4 separate regions of the Mus musculus genome follow, and regions 1, 2 and 4 are each linked to region 3. Evidence: chromatin contacts called from public Hi-C and HiChIP or PLAC-seq data. All regions are on one chromosome and are shown on one strand. The core of a region is the stretch at or near the end of the contact, and the rest is flanking DNA. Distances in the headings are between cores, read along the strand shown.

What was found. A called contact is a pair of places that touch in the nucleus more often than the background predicts. HiChIP or PLAC-seq counts read pairs in DNA pulled down with a chosen protein or histone mark.
Region 1: a contact with region 3 is called in a Hi-C map of cortical neurons, with 4 times the contacts expected there. The contact joins two enhancer-like sites. A contact is called at or near these places in 2 of 15 datasets of contacts at CTCF or cohesin (embryonic stem cells and large pre-B cells), 12 of 484 Hi-C or Micro-C datasets (the G1E-ER4 cell line, the N1E-115 cell line, bone marrow-derived macrophages and 6 more) and 3 of 115 datasets of contacts at active chromatin or transcription factors (SST interneurons, embryonic forebrain and embryonic hindbrain).
Region 2: a contact with region 3 is called in a Hi-C map of cortical neurons, with 3 times the contacts expected there. The contact joins two enhancer-like sites. A contact is called at or near these places in 2 of 39 promoter capture datasets (embryonic stem cells and hippocampal neurons), 8 of 484 Hi-C or Micro-C datasets (the Ba/F3 cell line, the G1E-ER4 cell line, cerebellum and 4 more), 9 of 115 datasets of contacts at active chromatin or transcription factors (astrocytes, cardiomyocytes, embryonic forebrain and 6 more) and 1 of 9 other capture datasets (embryonic stem cells).
Region 4: an H3K27ac HiChIP or PLAC-seq map of SST interneurons shows a contact between it and region 3, with 7 times the contacts expected there. The contact joins two enhancer-like sites. A contact is called at or near these places in 1 of 39 promoter capture datasets (hippocampal neurons), 2 of 15 datasets of contacts at CTCF or cohesin (large pre-B cells and stem cell-derived epiblast-like cells), 11 of 484 Hi-C or Micro-C datasets (the C10 cell line, the HPC-7 cell line, LSK cells and 3 more), 4 of 115 datasets of contacts at active chromatin or transcription factors (SST interneurons, embryonic stem cells, epiblast stem cells and 1 more) and 1 of 9 other capture datasets (embryonic stem cells).

The regions. Positions count from the first base shown.
Region 1 is chr13:59,430,164-59,432,957 of GRCm38.p6, forward strand. No RefSeq gene overlaps it. Among named protein-coding and RNA genes, the nearest start is that of Gm34788, 14 kb to the left of the region's middle. Within about 2 kb of position 1,543, at least 41 of the 459 cell types and tissues checked have an H3K27ac peak or open chromatin away from gene starts, as enhancers often do. A contact at or near this core is called in cerebellum and cortical neurons, where this site is marked.
Region 2 is chr13:59,571,453-59,574,152 of GRCm38.p6, forward strand. No RefSeq gene overlaps it. Among named protein-coding and RNA genes, the nearest start is that of A230056J06Rik, 12 kb to the right of the region's middle. Within about 2 kb of position 1,284, at least 25 of the 459 cell types and tissues checked have an H3K27ac peak or open chromatin away from gene starts, as enhancers often do. A contact at or near this core is called in cerebellum and cortical neurons, where this site is marked.
Region 3 is chr13:58,637,825-58,640,524 of GRCm38.p6, forward strand. No RefSeq gene overlaps it. Among named protein-coding and RNA genes, the nearest start is that of Slc28a3, 28 kb to the left of the region's middle. Within about 2 kb of position 1,332, at least 13 of the 459 cell types and tissues checked have an H3K27ac peak or open chromatin away from gene starts, as enhancers often do. A contact at or near this core is called in SST interneurons, cerebellum and cortical neurons, where this site is marked.
Region 4 is chr13:59,199,858-59,202,562 of GRCm38.p6, forward strand. It overlaps Gm34354 (a long non-coding RNA gene), which reads left to right. Exons shown (of 6, transcript XR_382523.2): 6 at 414-2,705. All of the region lies in intron 2 of Gm34558 (a long non-coding RNA gene), which reads right to left. Among named protein-coding and RNA genes, the nearest start is that of Gm34558, 15 kb to the right of the region's middle. Within about 2 kb of position 1,399, at least 5 of the 459 cell types and tissues checked have an H3K27ac peak or open chromatin away from gene starts, as enhancers often do. A contact at or near this core is called in SST interneurons, where this site is marked.

The sequences.
Region 1 (2,794 bases), core at 293-2,792, 790 kb after region 3:
AGTTTCAAAGGATCTGATGCCCTCTTCTGGCCTCCATGGGCACTGTCCACATATGATACACATACACATATACAGTCAAACACCTATGCACATAAAAGTAAATATCTTTTTTTAAAAAACATTGGGCCGGCCGTGGTGGAGCATGCCTTTAATCCCAGCACTCGGGAGGCAGAGGCAGGTGGATTTCTGAGTTCGAGGCTAGCCTGGTCTACAAGGTGAGTTCCAGGACAGCCAGGGCTATACAGAGAAACCCTCTCTCAAAAAACAAACAAAAAACAAAACAAAAAACAAAAAACATTGTGTTGTGTACTTGAAGTGGGTGAATTATATCATATGTAAAATATACCTCAATAAATTACTTTTTAATTCTCAAATTCACAGGCCTGGTCTAGGGCAGCCGATCAATGGTTAGAGCACAGGCTAGACACATGTGAAGCTCTCTGTTCTATCCTAAGACCAAATTTTTAATAACTGCTTTAAAAAGTAGAATTCACAAGAATATATGCAAAAATCCTTCTCAGGTCATAAGAGTGGCCACACCCACGTGGAGCCCTCATCTCACGGTTGCTGGAGGTTTTACAGTTTGGATGCTCGAGTTTCAGGTGTGGGCTGAGTCCATAAATTCCACAAGACTGACCCAGAAGCTTTGGGTAATTTTCTGCTAAGATTTATTTATTTATTTTATTTATATGAGTGCACTATAGCTGTCTTCAGACACATCACCAGAAGCGGGCATTGGAACCCATTACAGATGGTTGTGAGCCACCATGTGGTTGCTGGTTGGTAGGAGTTGAACTCAGGAGCTCTGGAAGAGCAGTCAGTGCTCTTAACTGCTGAGCCAGCTCTCCAGCCTCCACCTTGGGTGTTTTTAATGATGATGTGTCCGGCCTTTACGGCCTGCTGGTGCTCCCACTTGTGTGTAGCCGGTTTTGCTTGATTGTATCATGGTCTCTTCCATCTCTTTCCAGAGCTTCCTGGAAAGGACAAGACAGAGAGAGACCAGTAAGGTAACCTCAGCCAACAATCCTGCATATCTGTAGCACGCAGTAGAAGCCCTGTGTCTGCACTACGTGTGGGAGCCAGGGCACTTGTGTGTCATTTGTGAAGCACTGGTGGCCCGCCGCCAACCACCTCCAAGCAGAGAAGTGAGCCAAGCCCAGCATCAGTGAGTCTAGTTTGTTTACAGAGGAAACAAATAATTAGAGCAGATCAAAGGCCCAACGTGATAATTAGAAACACGCTCTTCCACGCTGTTCAGAGGCTGAGGATGCCACCCTCCAAGATGGAGAAAAGCCACCAGGCGCTGGTTTAAACCAGCCCCGCACTCTATTCCAAAACATTGGATTGCTTTCATTTCTCTGCGGAACCTATGTTCCGCGTTATGCTATTTGTTCTTCTTAGCCTGCTGGCCTCCTTGTTTCAGACAACCCCCTGTGCATTGTTATCTCATGCTGGTCCCAGGCCCCTATCCAGAGCTCTCACTGATGGTTAATGGAGCGCTCTCCAGACTCTCCTTTCTCTGCTCTCAGGGTGGGCCTGTCTGGCCCCCACCGCACAGCAGCTCTGCGCATGCTCAGTAAGACGCATGGCGCTGTCAGTTCAGCAGCAGCCCATCCCCTTTGCAGGACCTTCAGTAGCCGCTTTGCTGCCACCTTACTCTTCCTTCCACTGGCCCCTTTGTTCACAGAGGAAAGAGATGCATTCTGCTGACCAGGTCTCACTGGGAGATGCTTTCCCTTCTGTTCTCACCAGTGTCTCAAAACCCTTTTGTGTGGCCAGCCTGGTCTACAAAGTGAGTTCCAGGACAGCCAGGGCTATACAGAGAAACCGTCTCGGAAAAGAGAGAGAGAGAGAGAGAGAGAGAGAGACAGAGAGAGAGACAGAGAGAGAGAGACAGAGAGAGAGAGACACAGAGAGAGAGAGAGACAGACAGAGAGAGAGACAGAGAGACAGAGAGAGAGAGACACAGAGAGAGAGAGAGACAGACAGAGAGAGAGAGAGAGAGAGAGAGAGAGAGAGAGAGAGAGAGAATGAGACTGTCTCAACCTTAGAAAGCCGGACAGGGAACCACACAGCAGTGTCACCTGAGTTGCTCTATATGTGAAGAGGTTTGGCATACAGGAATCCCATCAGCTTTGACCCACGTGCTGTCACGTGTTTATGTCGGCACTTTGGGTCCGGCCTGATGAATATGTAATTCTTTACTTCTTTCTCCGAAATCTCCGTGGGAAGGTGGAGGCGAGGCAGGAGAACCAGAAACAAGGAATACAATTCTCTCCCTCTTTATCAGAGCCAAGTCCTAGATCCATCCTGTCCATGCCTGACATCTCCGAGTATCCAACCACTCCCTCCTTCTCTTACCAGTTCTCCCAGCAGACTCAAGCCAGCCGTGCACGTGTGCCCACAAACCTGCAGTACGCAATCTCATAGGGAAGAAGCCAAGAGGGAGAGGGAGATAAGAAACTGGAGAGACTGTGGAAACCTGAAGAGGGGGTGCTGTCACACCAGCAGGCAGTGGCTTCTTTGGGCGTCTGCCCTATGTGGTGTCTGGGGATGAGTGGGGTGTGGGGTGCTGTCAAATCATGCACTGCTTGCTACTCAGGCATCTCCCCTATGTGGTGTCTCCAGCCACTGTTCCCAATGGTTCATCTCAGACCTGCAGTTCAGTCACAAGCCATTCCCATCTTTGTCCTGACAGTCCTATAAATATGTAATCCCTGCTCCTTCTCCTGACCTTTCTCTTCAGTTCATCACTCTGTGGTCATCTGACAGCATCGCCATTACCCATCTGTTC
Region 2 (2,700 bases), core at 34-2,533, 930 kb after region 3:
AAAAATCCTAAAACTAACACCATCTGGCCACTATTTGGAAGTCTTCCTTATGTCCTGGAGATCATGAAGCACAGATAAGTACGTAGCTGGATTTGATTTGATTTGATCCAGTAATCTTCTTAGGATATCATTCCCTGAGATGGCTCAAACTGTATAATTGATGCAGGGTAAACAGAGAATTTACAGACTCTGACTGGTCAGGGGAATAGGTTACAGTTTCAATACCTCCCTTCACAATACACTTAAAGCTCTCTGAAAATGTCATCTATACATAGGGAGTCACATAGGGTGCACCCCTGGAGGAATAAATTCAGTAAATAAGATAGACTGGCTAAAATGAACTTTTCCTACTTTATAGAATAGCATAGATGATGATACATAATAAAACAAATTAGGTATTAGTATTTGCTATTCATAAAAAGATCAGTTCATATAGTTTCTGTTTGTCTGGGGTGCTTTAAAACACCTAACCTAAAAGCAGGCTAACATATAATAAATGTATTTGCTTTGGAGGAGACATTCTTTAGATTATTTAAATTGAAGTTATAGGGCTGATAAAAAAAAATCTGTTTGTATTTTTCTAATTGTGACTGAACTTGTAACCCTGGGCATTTAATGAAAAATCAAATGCATAACCTATACTTCTTGAGTAATCTTTGTTCGGGGAAATCTGTATAAATAAACAATCTGATTGCTAGTCTTGCAGTCGAAGCTGAAGATTGCCTGGGTCATCTATGCCCGACTCACTTCTTCCTTCTTTCTCTCCTCTGTGGACGGACTGCCCTGTCAACAATGCACCAGCCAAGAGAGGAATTACTTTCTTTTACTATTAAAACTGCTTATTGACTGTTGCAGGATATTTGACCACCCTGTGAACTCTGAGATTGTGTTGTTTACTGGGGAAAACAAAAAACAAAAAACCTCTTTCTAGTTGTGGTGTGGCTCAGTCTTAGCACACACCTTTAATCTCAAACAGTGAAGGTAAAGTTAGTTTGCAGAAGGAAACACCATGTTTGAAAGTAATGCCTTATTGAGGGGCAGACCACGTGACAAATCAGGGAAAGACCTACAGAACAGGATCTGCCCAACTCTCATGAGATCAGAGAGGAAAGGAGGATGCTTAAGAGAGAGCAGCACAGAGAGAAAAAGGAGAGGAGGCAGCTTGACAGGCAGAATTTTGCACAGACAGGTTGAAGAGAGAACAAGCTAGACACAGGCGAAGACAGAATGAGCCAGAGAATGAGAAGGAGCCAGAGATTAGAACAGATGGCCAGAGTAACTCTGAGGCCAAGAGAGAATCCAGAGTGAGTCAGTTTGCTTGGAGAGGAGTTTGAGCCAGAACAGCTGAGCTGAATCAGCCAGCTAGAATACAGAAAGAGAGAGAAAGAGTGAGCTTAGTCAGCAGTAAGTCTCAGAGGCTGAAAACATCTAGCCCTGGATTAGATTGTACGGAGGCTAGAAGCTTTCAGGACTAGGCCTAGGTTAGCAGACTGAGGCAGTAATATTCCAAGACAATTACATCTGGAGAATAAAAGTTACATTTGCAGCCTTCCTTCCCCTTGGTTCCTCTGCCTGTCAAAAGTTACATTTACAATTAATTTTCCAAGTCAGATTGCAATCTGACCCAACTGGCATGAACTGGTCAAACCTCTCTCTGGTTGTTCAGGACTCTGCTCTATGCACAGTGAAGCATCCCTGAGATCACCTATGCTGGCTAGTTTTAAGTCAACCTGACACAAGCTGGAGTCACCTGACTGTCGGGAACCTCAACTGAGAAAATGTCAACATAAGATGGGGCCATAGGTAAGGCTGTAGGGCTTTTTCTTGATTAGTGATTGATATGGGAAAGCCCAGCCCACTGTGGGTGGGTCCATCCCTAGGCTGGTGGTCCTGGATGCTATAAGGGGGCATGCTGAGCAATGTATTAAGCAGCACTCCTCTATGGCCTCTCTATCAGCTACTGTCTCCAGGTTTCTGCCCTGTGTCCCCCGTCTTCCCCCCCCCCCCCCCCCGCTTGACTGCCTTCCATGATAAACTGTGGTATAGAATTGTAAAGCCAAATAAACCCTTTCCTCCCCAAGTTGCTTTTGTCATGGTGTTTCATTGTTGCAGTAGAAATCCTGAGATAGTGACCCTTGGGAGATTCTGCTCAAGCATACTCAGACTCACAAGTTCCTGATCACAGGAACAGTCTTCTAGAAGGTGGGTTTTGATAGGATGCTTCTTCCCTGTGAATAGATGCTTTCCTCCTTGAATGAAATCATCATGGTGGGAAACATGGCATCGTACAGGCAGACTTGGTTCTAGAGAAGCCAAAAGTTCTATGTCTTGATCTAAAAGTAGCCAGAAGGAAACTCTCTTCCACATTGGGCAGATCTTGAGCATTAAGACCTCAAAGCCCACTTCCTCCAAAAAGGCCATACCTCCTTCAATAAAGCCACATAACATTATGTAATACTATACACACACATATATATGTATGTATATACATATATATGTATATATATATAAACTTGTTGCTATTTCAATGAATTACAAAGTGTACTTTAATTTTTGGAAGAAAGGAAAGGAACGTTGCAATCACTGCATACAGAAAAAAAATACTCCAAATTAAGTCTTCTTTTCTTTTTTCAACAAGTTAATCACATTGTTTCATATTTTTAACACTAAGAATAAATTACTGGCAAGTCAGTCAACCCT
Region 3 (2,700 bases), core at 82-2,581:
AAGCATGCTCAGAAAGGGCGTGAGGCCCCAGAGCCCAAGCAAGTAACCTGCACTGTGGACAGCTGGGGGGATTAATCATAGCCACCTGAATGAGGCTCTGATCTTTTGCAGGTAGCTCCCCAAGGGCAGTTATGAATACAGTCACAAATAACAAACTTACTTTAAATGTTAATGAGATTTTATTTATTTATTTATTTATTTATTTATTTATTTATTATAACTTGATTGTGTGGTTCTCAAGTGTGAATTTCTCAATGATAATGCTATGTGGTTATGCAGTCTCAGAGACAAGACCAGCCACCCAGCCAGGAGTGGTGGTGCACACTTTTAATTCCAATACTCTGGAGGCAGATGTAGGAGGATCTTTGTGAATACCAGATCAGCCAGAGATACACAGGGAGAAGAACATGTCTCCAAAGGAGAAAAAAAGTGTATATATAAAAAGTATATATCTTTAGGATACATATGTGTGTGTGTATATATATATATTTTTTTCTTTAAATGAATTTTGTGTGCCCCTGAGCCACATTCCCAAGATACACATGATGTATATGCAAACATTCTAAACGCAGAAAGGAAGAAAGAAAGAAAGAAAGAAAGAAAGAAAGAAAGGAAGGAAGGAAGAAAGAAAGGAAGAAAAGCATGCTGGTCCCAAAAACTTCAGATAAAGGTTACTCCACCCTCTGGAGTCTGGGTGGAGATCTCTAAGCTCATGTCTCCCCAGTCCTGGGCAGGATAAAGATGGCTGTGTGTGGTTTCCTTAGACTGAGCTGTGGTACCCAAGCTGACTGGAAACTGGAAATAGAGGCTTGTCACCATCTACCTATTGCTCATGCTCACATTTCTCCAGGCTTGTCTCAAAGATGTCTTTTTATGTTTTGTTTTATGTCTAGACTTTGATGTCATTTCCTGATTTCTCCCAATGCAGGCAGCTGCAGAAGTGTCCTGATGGGATTGGGCATTTAAACATAGCAGGAGACAGGTTTCTCTCTTTTTAAAGCACCAAACAAATACCAAGCCTGAGAAGCAGAACAATAGAAATCCTTATAGATCTTGAGCTGGAGAGTCCTGAAGGATACTTAGTTACTGTTTCCAGTAATGAACAAGACAATTATACCGTTTCCGCAGACTCTGCTGTGGTCCCCTAGGGAGGCTGCAGATTGAGACTAAATGTTCATTAGTTCTCTGGTGCTTGGGCTTAGGCCAGGGTCCTCCAGCAATGAAAAGCAGAAAGGAGTTCTTGTGGACCCAGTTCCACTACTGTCTCTGCAGCCCTATTCACTGTGTCCATGTCGTGGGCTGCTCATGGATGCTCCAGCAGATGGCGCATACTTATGAACAGTCCAATTTTCTTCCTAATGGGCTCATGCCAGCTCTGCTTGCTGACACGGCACACAATTTAACAGAGCATTAGAGATGGAGTTATTGGACTGGTGAGATTGCCACCTGGCCTGATGACCTGAATTCTACCCCTGAGACGCACATGATAGAATAAAAGCACTGACCCTGACAGTTGTCCCTTGACCTCCACAGATGTGCCACGTCATCCACGCACACACTCACACGCTCATGTGTGTGTGCACATACACACTCATAACAAATTAATGTAAAAATGAATGGTGCCACATTCACTATTTTTAGAAAGGATTTATTTTTATTTTATGTGTATGAATGCTTTGCCTGCCTGTATCTGTAGCTCATGCATGCAGTACCCATGTATACCAGAAAAGGGCATCAGATACAACCCTGAAGTTGCAGATGGTTGCCTGCCAGCTGCGGCGTGGGTGCTCAGAACCCTGTAGGAGCAGTCAGCGTCTCAGATTATAGAGTTGATGTCTTTCCCCCTTTGTTGCTTCTCTGTAGCAGGGGAGGGTTCACAAGCACGGAGTCCATCATTTGGGTGACGTCTAGATTGAAGGTCAAATTGTAAAAAGCCAGGCATTAGCAGTGCGCAGGTAGGCTCCTTCTAGAATGAAGTTCAAAGGTGCTTTCGATTAGAAAGTACAGTGCCTGGGGCTGGCGAGATGGCTTAGCAAGTAAGAGCACTGACTGCTCTTCCAAAGGTTCCGAGTTCAAATCCCAGCAGCCACGTGGGGGCTCACAACTATGGTCCATCAGTTGTAATTTCTGAAACTGCTGATAATTCTGGGGGGGGGGTCTTCGTTGAAATGTGCGTATAGGGTGTGTGAATGTATATTGGGGTATATGGCACATTTATGTGCTTTTTCTTTCTTCTCCCTTCCTTCCTTCCTTCCTTCCTTCCTTCCTTCCTTCCTTCCTTCCTTCCTTCCTTCCTTCCTTCCTTGTTTATTTATTATATGGAAGTATACTGTAGCTGTCTTCAGATACCCCAGAAGAGGGCGTTAGATCTCATTACAGATGGTCGTGAGTCACAATGCCGGTGCTGGGATTTGAACTCAGGACCTCTGAAAGAGCAGCCAGTGCTCTTAACCACTGAGCCATCTCTCCAGCCCTGGTTCCTTTCTTTATAGATCTGTGAACGTTTTGAGATGTTTTAAACATAAAGGAGAGGTTTTAAAAACTTGCAGTCTGCATGCCTCCTCTCTCCAGTTTAGTGTTCTCTTTAGAATAATTCTGAGCTTTCATTTTGAGAGAGAGAGAGAGAGAGAGAGAGAGAGAGAGAGAGAATCTTAAATGTTGTTGGCAGCGCTGCAGCTGCCGGTGGCCACTGGAGGGCGC
Region 4 (2,705 bases), core at 149-2,648, 560 kb after region 3:
GCAAATTGATCCATTCTTATATCCTTGTACAAAATTAAAGTACAAGTGGATCAAGAACCTCTACATAAAACAAGACACACTGAAGCTAATAAAAGAGAAAGTGGGGAAGAGCCTCGAGCACATGGGCACAGGGGAACGTTTCCTGAACAGAACACCAATGGCTTATGCTCTAAGATCAAAAATTGACAAATGGGGCCTCATAAAATCACAAAGCTTCTGTAAGACAAAGGACACCGTCAATAGGACAAATGGCAACCAACAGATTGGGCAAAGATCTTTACCAATTCTCTATCTGATAGTGTGCTAATATCCAATATATACAAAGAACTCAAGAAGTTAGATTCCAGAGAACCAATTTCTGCTTCCTAATGGGAGATAATTTTGAACTTCTTTCTTTCTCATTCATCACATAGGCACTTGAGTGACTGATTTGTCAGCTCCTGTCACCTGACCATGGGCTACCTTCAGAAGACTAGACCAGCTAGACAGTCATGGACCACCAATGAGAAAGTCACACAGTGTTCTTTCCCTTTTCTATCTCTGGGGCCCAGCCATAAGCTTTTCATGCCCATAAGGAAAGCTCGAAGCTCCCGGGGTGCTGTGAGGACCAGGGTACTGGGACCAGCTCAAACCTAGGCATTGCAGTGATCTGCCTGGTTCTAATAAGATGCAATACATGAGAAACAGGTACAGGCTTAGACTTCAGGCTCTTTCTGGACCTCATCACAGTTCCCTGATTCACAGGAGGACACTCTGACTACATTTGTGAGTGACTTCTCTAGCTGTGTGCCAAGCCTTTCAGCAGCGCTCATTTCAGAACATTCAATTTCCTCTTACTTTCTGTCAGTTGTCTCCCTTTGAATTCTGATTTATTTTACACACCCCTATAAACTGTCTTAATTGTCTTTGAAACAGAGACCAGAGTAGAGAAGGCTCAGTCTGCCTGTCTTTATGTGGGTGTGGAATGTGGGTTGTGTAGAAAGCATTTGGCCTCAGTGAAACGGGAGATGTTCTCAGAACCCATGGATGTCAATGGCCATCATGTTGTGAGCTCTCACGGACAGATCTAGACCCCTTTTGCACTGGGCAGGGTTGAGTGCTGCTGGTCCCTCATTTGTAACTCCTTTACTGTCACCAAGTGAAGGAAAATGTCCAGAAAGTGAAGAACATTCTGTTTCTTGGAAGTAACAAAGGTCTAGCTCAGTTCCCAGAGTGAGGTTCCCAGACAAGAGGCTCGATGTCATCTGAACATCGGGGAAAGCAGAATTCTCTGACCCACCCTGCAAGAAGCTTGGGTGCTGAAGACTGATTTTCAATCAAGCATCCCATGATCGTGAGTTTGTGCAAGCCTGAGAACCTATTGACTTGACTCAAAGTGGTGAGAGCGTTTTCCCATGAACCACTCTACTTGCTGTGCGTTTTTATTGAGGTGGGAACAGCTGTCTCTTATTTATAGATTTATCTCTTATTTATAGACTGTCATCACACAGATTTATCTGCTTCTCAGGCAAATTCCACGGAAAGGTTCACAGAAGCAAGATTTGGAGCATTTTGGCTCTCTTGGCCATCATAACTAATGGGAGCCTGATTTTACTTAAATTTTCCCCAAATTTGTAAATCATCCACCTCTAAAGCAGCCAAGTGAGATATTTATAGTATAAGGAAACTAGCCACAGAACAGATTTCCAAAAATCTGCAGTTTGCATCAGCACGCTGCAGAAAAAAAGAAAAAAAAAAGTAAAGCCTCATATGTTGCCGGAGAACGAAAGAAGAAATGAAAGAAAGGGCAGAGAACTTCTGAAAATGAGATGTTTGAGATAGTCAAGCTTGGAAAGACAGAAACCCAGACCGCCTGTTCAAGTCAAAATGGTAGCAACGGCTGTCATCCAGCAACAGCTGAAGGAAGCGTTTAGATATATGTATTACATACTGATGTGAGAGGGTAACACGGTGGTAGGGTTCCCACCCCATCACATCTAATGGGACTCTTTTAATATTTGATATATAGGAGCTCGGATCATGGATGGATCTTCAGTGTTACAGCCAATGCACAGAACACAGCTGTGACAAGTATCTGTCTCAGTGGTCCTGGCTGACAAGGAGCCACTTAATTGCATTTACAACCAAAGAGAGGGCATGGAGTTGAGTCCAGAAGTCACCTAGAAGAAATTCAGACTCAGGACTGCTTGCTTGTGATTTATTTCTACCCGAAGTTCCCAGTTGCTATTAAAATAATGTCAAGGACATAATGATGGCTCTAATAAGACGTCAATCGTGGTCCTGATGATGGGCTGGTGCCTGAAGTAATGAGACATCAGGGAAAAGCACATCGTGTGCTCTCCTGCACCGTTAAAGGGACTCTGGGCAAATGGAGACTTCACTACAATTTCCCTCAGATGCGCCAGACATTTGCTCTTTGGCTAAAAGCTCTCCAGTTAGCAGAATCAGAACTGAAACTCCCACACCTGAGGAAAGAAGAGAGCGCCCACAGATCCTGCTTTCAAGCGGGTTACCACCGATGCTCACCACCATTAACAAGGTGGCTATCCAGAAGGGAAGCAGGGCTCTGAGTGTGTACCTAGCAGACAGTCATAAAGGACAAAGTGCTCGACAGACAACTCTACTCCACTCCTAACTAAATCCCCAAGGGGACCTCTTTGCATTCCATTACCAGGTTTTTCCTGATTCCACCTACATCTAATTAA